Linked DNA regions of Sus scrofa: region 2 is linked to region 1. Evidence: chromatin contacts called from public Hi-C data. All regions are on one chromosome and are shown on one strand. Each heading gives the region's core, a stretch centred on a gene start, on an enhancer-like site or on the middle of the called end of the contact. The rest is flanking DNA. Distances are from core to core; before and after follow the strand shown.

Region 1 (4,668 bases), core at 1,196-3,695:
CCTACACCACAGTCACAGCAATGGCAAATCTAAGCTGTGTCTTCGACCTACACCACAGCTCACAGCAACACTGGATCCTTAACCCACTGAACCTGCATCCTCATGGATGCTACTCAGGCTTGTAACCCACTGAACCATAACAGGAACTCCCCGTCCATGAAATTTAACCAGTGTTTTTAAATCCAAGCAATATGCTTAATATTGTGCTAGGAGGTAAAGAGGTTATAGACCACCCATAGAACATTCATGGATCTATTCCAGAAGGCCTTAGTATCTAGTTAGGAGATAATATTAACAATCAACTAAGGTTATCAGGCAGTTTATCAAGTACCTTCTTATGTGATTCACATTTTGGAGATTATAGATATTTGGAATTTGTGGCTCAAGAATCAATACTTCATTCAGCAACTATTCATCGAGAACCTCTTATAGTTTTCTGTGAATAAGAGTTTCTGTTTGGAGTTTGTGATCTAATAGAGGAAGTCAAGGGAAGTAACTAATACAAGAATGGATTAAGTTCTAAATAGCAGGAGGATGCTTTGTAGTTGGGACAAGGTTATTAATGTAATTTTTAAGAGTTGAAAGGGGAGGCAGGATTGTGAATAGTTTTAAAGTAAAGGTATTATTTAGGCCGAGCATTGAAAGATGAGTAGGACTGTGAAAAGAATATCTCAGGCATGAAAGGGCATAGCTTTGGGGAGTATGCTCAGATGGAACAAAGGATGTTCAAAGGGGAGTGCGTTACCTTCAGATTGCTGTAGTAACAAACTTAAAGCAATACAAATTTATGTGCTGTCTTAGAGTTCTGTAGGTCAGAAGTCCAACACAGATCTCAGTGGGATAAAATTAAGATGTTGGGAGGGCTGAGTTCCAATCTAGAGGCTCCAGCAGTGAATCCATTTCCTTCCCCTGCCCCTGGCTTCTAAAGGTCACCAATCCTGGCTGGTAACCCTTTTCGTCTATTTTCTAAGCCAGCAACGTTTCATCTCTCTAGTCATTCTTCATAGTCACATCTCCCTCTAGGCTCTGTTCTTCTGCCTCCCCTTTCCAGTTTTGAAGTCCCTTGTGATTATGTTGGTCCCCACTCAATAACCCTGGGTAATTTATTTTATAAGTCATAGTACTAACAACCTTAATTACCCTTTTGTGGTGAAATGACATATTCACAGGTTCTGGGGATTAAGTCTGTGGATATCTTTGGTGGGGGGATTATTCTCCTTACCACAGGTAGTAAGAAGCAGCTAATCTTGAGAGGAAAGGAGGCCAAAAGACGAAGGGGTGTGAATGCACTGATGAGAGTATTGGGGAACAGGTGCAAGTCTCTGAGGCTTGACATAAATTCTCATTTAAAATTTTTTTAAAATTTAATTTTACTTTTGCTTTTTAGGGCCGCGTCTGCAGCATATGGAAGTTCTCAGGCTAGGGGGTCGAATTGGGAGCTGTAGCTGGCAGCCTACACCACAGTCACAGCAAAGCCAGATGTGAGCCCTGTCTGTGACTTACACCACAGTTCATGACAGTGCCGGATTGCTGACCCACTGAGGGAGGCCAGGGATCGAACCCACATCTTCATGGATACTGGTCGGATTGGTTTCTGCTGTGCCACAATGGGAACTGCCAAATTCTCATTTTTTTGAAGATTAGAGAGAAGATGGCAGAGTGGTAGGACTCGAGTTTTTTTTTTTTTTTTTTTTTTTTTTTTTTAAGACACCTTGCCTGCAGCATAAGTTATTTGGGGTGCAACATTAGGAGGCCACTATTACAGTCTAAGTGAGAGGGTCGAAGGTAAAGAGGCGTTTTATTGGGTCTGACGCTGCTTCTGCCCATTTCTAAGTGTTTTTCATTAAAGTTCGTGACATCATCCCTTAGGATCTCAGTAAGTGCAGTTTTCAGTAATTTGGCTGAATCTGTTCAGTGGATGCTGCAACCCAGGCCTAATAAATTGGTCAGCTACAATCAACAGGAGGAAAAGGAATCCCGGGAAAACCTCCAATTAGTAAGGCTGAAGAGAGCTAAAGGTTGACTTTTTAATAGGTCCAAATTTGCAGGGTCCTTGTTCTCAAGGCGTTTCCTTAGGCAGACACAAAACTGAAAAGCTGCACAGACTTACTGAACCAAGTCCGGCTGCTCGCCCATGCTCAACACAGTGCGTTCCAGTCTTCAGAGACACTCCTGGGAGCAGCCCCTTCCCGTCACCACCCCTTCTCATCCCCGCCTCCTACCACCGCTACACAGCCGACTCTACTCAGACCACTTCCTAACCAGACAACCTCTTGAGCGCAGAGTCCCGGAAGTGGGGGTGAAGGGGTGGAAGGCAAGAAGGGGGTGGGGCGGACCGTGGTCAAGTGCCTTGGGCCTGACGCATTCCGCTTCTGTCACTTCCGGGTGCGACCGTCGCTTTTGTCCGGGTAGGCTCTGGACTCGTTCGGTACTTACTGCCTCTGACTGTACAGCTGCCCCTTGCCAATTCCCAGCGGACGGGACATGAGTGTCTCTGGGCCGCCGCCCCCGGACAGGGTCCTGCCAGGGCCACTTGACGGCCTGGGGGCCGAGGACATCACGCCTGGTACGTGCTTTGGGGCGGGGCGGGCGGCTGGGACCCGAGTGGATGGGTCTCCGGGAGTAAGAGTAAGTGGGCCGTTTCGCAGGAATAAGATGCTTTTGGTGCCGCGGCCTGGAGGCTTTGGCCCCAGCGCGGAAGTATGGTTATATTGCCTAACCTCCAATCGAAAGCAGGGGAGGGGAAATGAGGTCTGGAGGGGAAGCGGTGTTTGGGGTGCTGTTGGTGGAGGTTGATGATGAAGCCATTCTGAGTTTGTGTGTTGACTCCAGCACACTCTTACACGTTAGGGGTTTAGGATGAATTTCTCAGAAGGATAATAGGTTTGTGATTCAGAGAACTGATGTATCCAGTTTTATTGACCACTTACTCATGAAATGCTCGTCTTGCATGTTGACCTTACTGCATCCCTATTTCTCCAGAAGTCTTCTCATCCTGAGTTCCAGGAGAGATTTAAGCCCTAATGGCTTAGGACGTCTATTGAATGTAGTGAATTGACTTGCTGTGCATCCGCAATGGTACTATGTATTTACCGTCCTTGGGAGAATTGAGAAGATAGTCAAAGCAGTTACTGTGTTCTGTGGTTCAGATGAGGTGCCCTAGGTGCAGAAGGCTGCAGGACTTTGGACGTGCCTTTACTTGTACTTCCTGTTGCAAAATTTCAGGAGTTACCCCCAAATAACTCAGCGCTTTCTTGGTCGTGCTTTTCCTCAGTGATCTCCCTCTTTTCCCACCTGCACAAGTTTATTCTATAAATATGGCTTCTTTGTGTACAAGTGCAGCTCGGGTCCCTCTCTGCTTGCTCCTCCATCCGCTTGTTGGGTACTTTGACGTGGTTGTTTTGCACTAATCTCACATATAGCATGTACATAAATAAAAGTAGATATTTGATCCTATTAATGGTGCCAAGTCCCTATGACTTGACATTACTCTTGACTCTTCTCACTGGCCTCCTACCTCTATTTAGGGGATTCTGTTCTACAATTTCCATCTCCTTTTTGCATTTCACTGCTACAGCAACAGTTGTAAGGCTAGTGCCCTTCCAGTCCTTTACTCTTTCATTCCATCTAGCTCCCTGTCACGTCACTTCCCCAAGATAAAGCTCCTATCATGTTGTTTCCTTACTTGGAAACCTTAAATGGCTCCTTACTACTTACTAAACTAAGGGCCAGATACATTAGATTAGCACCCAAGAGTTCTTGAAGGCTGGCCACAACTCACTACTGCATGTGTCTTATGCTCCAGACGTCCCAAACTAACTTCTTTCCAGAGCAATCCTATATTCCCACCTTGCCTCATGCTGCTTCCTCTACCTGTATTGCATCCCTTTCTCTCCTAGTCTGGCATTATTACCCATTTGGAAATAGCAGCCCATGTAGATTGTTAGTGGCAGTGTAAATTGGTGCCATCTCTTAGGAAGGCAGTTTTCCAGTGTCTGTTAAAAAAAAAATACTTGAAATCTTTGTCCCATTAATCTATTCCTAAGAATTTATCCTTCAGAAACAGTGGCATGAATATGCAAAGACAAGTAAGGAGACTCATGCAACATTGTTTGAAATAGCAAAAAGTGAAAATGTGTCATTTTTCTGTGAGTTATCTTAGTCTACATGGGCTGCTATAACAAAATAACAGGCTGACTTGAACCACAGACATTTATTCCTTGAAGTTCTGAAGGCTGTGAAATCCAAGATTTAGATTTGGGCAGAATATGTTCCTTGAGAGGACCCTCTTCTGATTTGCAGATGGTTGCCTTCCACTTGTGGCCTCACATGGTAGAGGGAGAGTTCTGGTCTCTCTCTCTCTCTGTTAAGGACAGCAATCCCATCATGGGGACCTCTACCCTTAGACTTCATCTAAACTTAATTACTTCCCAAAGACTTCCACCTCTAAATGCCATTACATTGGAGGTTTGAGCTTCAACATATTAATTTTAGGGAAGGACACAAACATTAGTTCATAACAGTAGGGAACTGGCTCAATAAAATAAGATATAATTCTGTTCTGTCAAAAAGAATATAGTAGATTGAAATATGTTGATGTGGATGATATCTAAGACATATATGTGAGAAAAGTTGCAGAACAGTAAGAGCAGTATTTCATTTGTGATT
Region 2 (4,668 bases), core at 1,517-4,016, 150 kb before region 1:
ACCTAAGGTGAGAACTCAACCTTTTAGGAGTAGAGAGAAGTGGATATTTCCTGGATATATGAGTCCTACAAGGTCCTTGAATAAAGACACCCTTTCAGACCAGTCCAGAGCAGCATGTGATTTCCTTCACATTATATCCTAATATTGCAGGCTCTACATTTGTTTTATTTTATTTTTTATGTTTTGTGTTTTTAGGGCCACACCCATGGCATATGGAGATTCCCAGGCTAAGGGTTGAATTGGAGCTATAGCTGCCAGCCTATGCCACAGCCACAGTAATGCCAGATCCAAGCCGTGTCTGCAATCTACACCACAACTCAGGGCAACACCGGATCCTCAACCCCCTGAGCAAGGCTGGGATTGAACCTGTGTCCTCATGGATCCTAGTCAGATTCATTTTCACTGAGCCACAATGGGAACACCTCTACATTTGTTTTAAACTAAATTCAGAAAATGCTAAGAGTGATTTAACTAAATTTGCTTCCCTATATTGGCTTTGGTTATGCCCTTTGGCTCTGTCTTTTAAAAAGTCACCTACTTCTTGCACATGACCACACTACAAATATGAGGAAGAAGGCTCTTGGGTTTACACCATTAAACCTTGAATTCCTGGCAAGTCCCACACCATAGATATACATAAATCTGCCAACTCTTTTATATGACCTCCCTTTGCATATTTAGGACAGTTATGTCCTCATTAGATCTTCTTTTCCTAGTTTGGCTCCCCAAGCTTCTTGGAACCAGAATAAAAGAAACTCTGTGAGGTAGAGGCATCATGATAGAATAATTTAATGCGCACTTTGTCCACACTTTTTATTTCAGAAAATACAAAGGTGTTCTTGAAAAGTCTGAATATGGAGGCTTTATTCTCCAAAAAGAACAGAAGGCAATAAGATTAAGAGAGAGAAGAAACCAGGATGTCATGGGTGATTTACCCACTTCAGGACCTCCTCCTAGAATGCTACTTTCTGGTTCTTTTTAAGTTGTTCCAGCACAGGAACTGGAGTCATACAGCAGAGACCAGATAAGTGACCGTGATCAGAAGTCAGTCATAGAGTCTGCCCTGAGGTTCGAGTAGAGCGAGGCCAGGAATGGGCATTGGCCTTAAGATTCTCAGATCTGATAGTACTTTCCATTGAGAAGACATTGGGGGAGTTCCTGTTGTGGCGCAGCGAAAATGAATCCAACTAGGAACTATAAAGTTGCAGGTTTGATCCCTGGCCTTGCTCAGTGGGTTAAGGATCCAGCATTGCCATGAGCTGTGGTGTAGGTCGAAGCTGTAGCTTGGATCTGGCATTGATGTGGCTCTGGCATAGGCCAGCACTTACAGCTCCGATTAGACCCTTAGCCTGGAACCTCCATATGGCCGCTGCAGATGTGGCCCTGAAAAAAAAAAGACATGGGTATAGAGTCTGCAATTGATTGCATAAGTAGGGGAGCAAAAACCCAAATCCAAGTGATTGAAGCATCTACCTGCAATTTTAATTTTGTAACCTCACAAATTTGGGTTACAGTGAAAGTGGGGAAATGGAGGTAGAAAGATGTGAATAGGGTAAAAACAAGGCATATTATCTTGGCTTTGTTATCCATAGCCTTAATTGCTAGGCCACCAGGGAATTTCTATTTAGCCGTGTGTGTGTGTGTGTGTGTGTGTGTGTGTGTGTGTGTGTGTGTGTGTGTGTTTAGGGCCTTATCTGGAGCATATGGAAGTTCCCAGGCTAGGAGTTGAATTGGAGTGGTAGCCAAGGCCCAGCCTCAGCCACAGCAACCCAAATTCCAGCAGTATCAGCAGATTCTTAACCCACTGAGTGAAGCCAGGGATTGAACATGCATCCTTATGGATACTAGTCAGGTTCTTAACCTGCTGAGCCACAACAGGAACTCCTAGCTCTTTTTCATAAGCACAATTAAAAAAAAATAGGAGAAAAGAGTAATTCCCTGTGGGAAGGGGAGAGGAAATGTGGAAAGAGGTTAGGTGGGAGGTCTTAATAATGTAAACAAGCACTGCCCCAATACAGGACTTAGTACTGCCGTACATCAGAGAGACAGTAATTACTTATCTCAGGAACACAAGTTATAACTAAGTTGTTGTCAAAGAACATTCAATGGAGAAGTCAGGAATATGAAAAAAATGTATTGGTGTGCCACAAATGCATCAGATGGCCTGGTCTTCCTTCTTTCCCGGCTCCAAGATGTTCAAAATGCTATCCTCTCTCTGGCTATGGTGGTGCTTTTCCAAAAAGGTTGGAACCCAGATTATGGAAGGTGCCAAAGTTGTATGTCTCAGCTACTCCAAGTCGCCTAAGGCATTAGCACCAGAGCACTCTAAAATACTGTGTCCCTAAGGACAGTCGGGGTTTCTTCACAAAATAGCAGTCTCTGGGCTGATATTCCAAAAGCGCAGATAGTGATGCTCCAGTCCACCAGCCAAGGAAAGAGTATGCTCTGCGGTGACTCCTCAAACCTTTAAGCCTAAAATACAGGCTTAATGACCTAGTTAAATTAGCTTACGCTGCCTTCCTGACATCCGTAAGAAAAGCCTTGCGGGTAAATCTGGATTTTATCAAATGAGACTCCACGGCAAACAAGCCGGGAAAGGCACCTCGTTATCTAACTTTCTGATTGGTCCTTTCGGTCTCCAGTCAGAAGCCCGCAACCGCGACTCCCTGGCGCTTGCGCATCACCTACTTCCGGCCGAGGAGCACGGTGTACCGGCCTTTGTCGTCCGGGGGGAATTCCTACCGCACTTTCCTGGGCGTCGGGTCTTCTCTTTTGCCATGGCTCCGGACACAGGTCCATTTGCTGAAGGGCCACTCTTAAAACTGCTACCCGTGGACCCTGGGGACCAGGGCACCCAACGCTGTCGCCTGGGCCCAGCTGCCCTCCGCTCCTTGGGCGCGCACCTGGGCTCAGTGGTGAAGATCTCCCTGCCTAATGGCGGCTCTTGCCTCTGCACCTCCTGGCCGCGGCGGGACAGAGCAGACGGCTTTGTGCAATTGGATCTGCAGTGCGCGAGCCCAGGGGCTGCTATGGGAGATCCGGGGGCCCGGGGGAGTCTCAGCCTGAGCTGCCTCCGTTTAGTGCCCTGCCCACCGCTTCGGCGCCTCGCGGTGTGGCCGGCGTTGCGGGAACGGGCAGGCGCGCCGGATTCCCCAAATCCGGCCGCGGTGCTGGAGGCGGCCCAGGAGCTGTTGAGGAACCGTCCAGTCTCTCTGGGCCACGTGGTCGCTGCTCCTCCGGGCACGCCCGGCCCGGTGGCAGCCCTGCACATCGTGAGCGGGGCGCCAAGCCCCGATCCGGCGGGCCTGGTCACCCCTCGCACCCACATCGGTCTCAGCGGAGTGCCTCCATCGGAATCGGAGCCGCCGCCCGAGGTGCCCCTCGGGGGCCTTGCGGAGGCGGCCGACTCGCTGCGGGAGCTCCTCCGCCTGCCGCTCCTCTACCCCCGCTCCTTTGCCTCCCTTGGGTTAGCAGTGCCCCGCGGTGTGCTCCTGGCTGGCCCCCCCGGAGTGGGCAAGACCCAGCTCGTGCGGGCAGTGGCCCGGGAGGCGGGCGCAGAGCTGCTGGCAGTGAGCGCTCCCGCGCTGCAGGGCGCCCGGCCGGGGGAGACCGAGGAGAACGTGCGGCGGGTCTTCCAGCGCGCCCAGGAGCTGGCCGGCCGCCGGCCCACCCTTCTCTTCTTGGATGAGGTGGACGCCCTATGTCCTCGGCGGGGCGGCCCACACCAAGCCCCCGAGAGTCGCGTGGTGGCCCAGGTGTTGACATTGCTAGACGGCATCAGTGGGGACCGCGAGGTGGTGGTTGTTGGATCGACCAACCGGCCGGACGCGCTAGACCCAGCGCTGCGCAGACCTGGAAGATTTGACAGAGAGGTAAAATAGCTTGGCCACTGGGAACATCGCTTCCATCTATTCCTGGTAGGCTGACCCGAGGCGTTTGCCGCGTAGGTTTGGACGTCGCTGAGGCTGGAGTGGAGTTCTTTGTAATGCAGAGAACCTGTTCTCTGGTCCCTAAGTGATCTTTGAGCCGAAGACAACCCCCACCCCCTCCAATCTCTCCAGTCAGAGTGTTCTGAAAAGCAAAGTGGCCATTAGGGTTTAGTTGTGCAGTTTCTGAAGATGAATGCTGTAATCAGTAATTTTGGTTTTTAAGAGAACTAGGATGGCTACAAGGATGTTAAACTCTTAACGGACTTGTAATTAGAATTTGAAGTAAAAGGATAGCCTCAAGAAACAAATGTGTTGAAATAAGGGAGAAGGCAGGGAAGAAGTGAGTCAGAGCAGACAAATTACCTTTTCTAGATTTATTCATTCCTTGTCTGTACGCCGGCATCCTATCCCACAGTTGCTCCCTGAGTTGCTGGAAAGGTTGACTCTTCAAAGCTGGCCTATTTTACAAATGTCAGCCTTAGCCTGATTCTTGATTTCTATTAAATAGTTGGAATAGTAGTTATTTAAGTGCTATTTAAACCTAGTGGTAGGATTCTGAAGAGACAGATGATAATTGCACACTTTAGCATAATCTTTTCAGCACTTGAGTGGATTTCTTCCTTGCACTATTTAGAACTTGTCTCTTGAGTAAGCTTTAGGTCCGTACTCCCAAGGATACAGCTCCTAGAACTTGGTGCACTCTCAAAAATAACGAACATTAAGTGATACATAATTTGAA

Evidence for each region. Hi-C and Micro-C count contacts between places; a contact is called where the count stands out from the background.
Region 2: a Hi-C map of skeletal muscle shows a contact between it and region 1, with 5 times the contacts expected there. The contact joins the promoter of SPATA5L1 here to the promoter of BLOC1S6 in region 1. A contact is called at or near these places in 1 of 5 promoter capture datasets (liver), 20 of 47 Hi-C or Micro-C datasets (alveolar macrophages, blood, brain and 11 more) and 2 of 2 datasets of contacts at active chromatin or transcription factors (alveolar macrophages and skeletal muscle).

The regions. Positions count from the first base shown.
Region 1 is chr1:126,182,590-126,187,257 of Sscrofa11.1, reverse strand. It overlaps BLOC1S6 (biogenesis of lysosomal organelles complex 1 subunit 6), which reads left to right and starts at 2,445. Exons shown (of 5, transcript NM_001098592.1): 1 at 2,445-2,566. The coding sequence starts at 2,485.
Region 2 is chr1:126,333,291-126,337,958 of Sscrofa11.1, reverse strand. SPATA5L1 (spermatogenesis associated 5 like 1) reads left to right here and starts at 2,766. Exons shown (of 8, transcript NM_001177911.1): 1 at 2,766-3,872. The coding sequence starts at 2,778.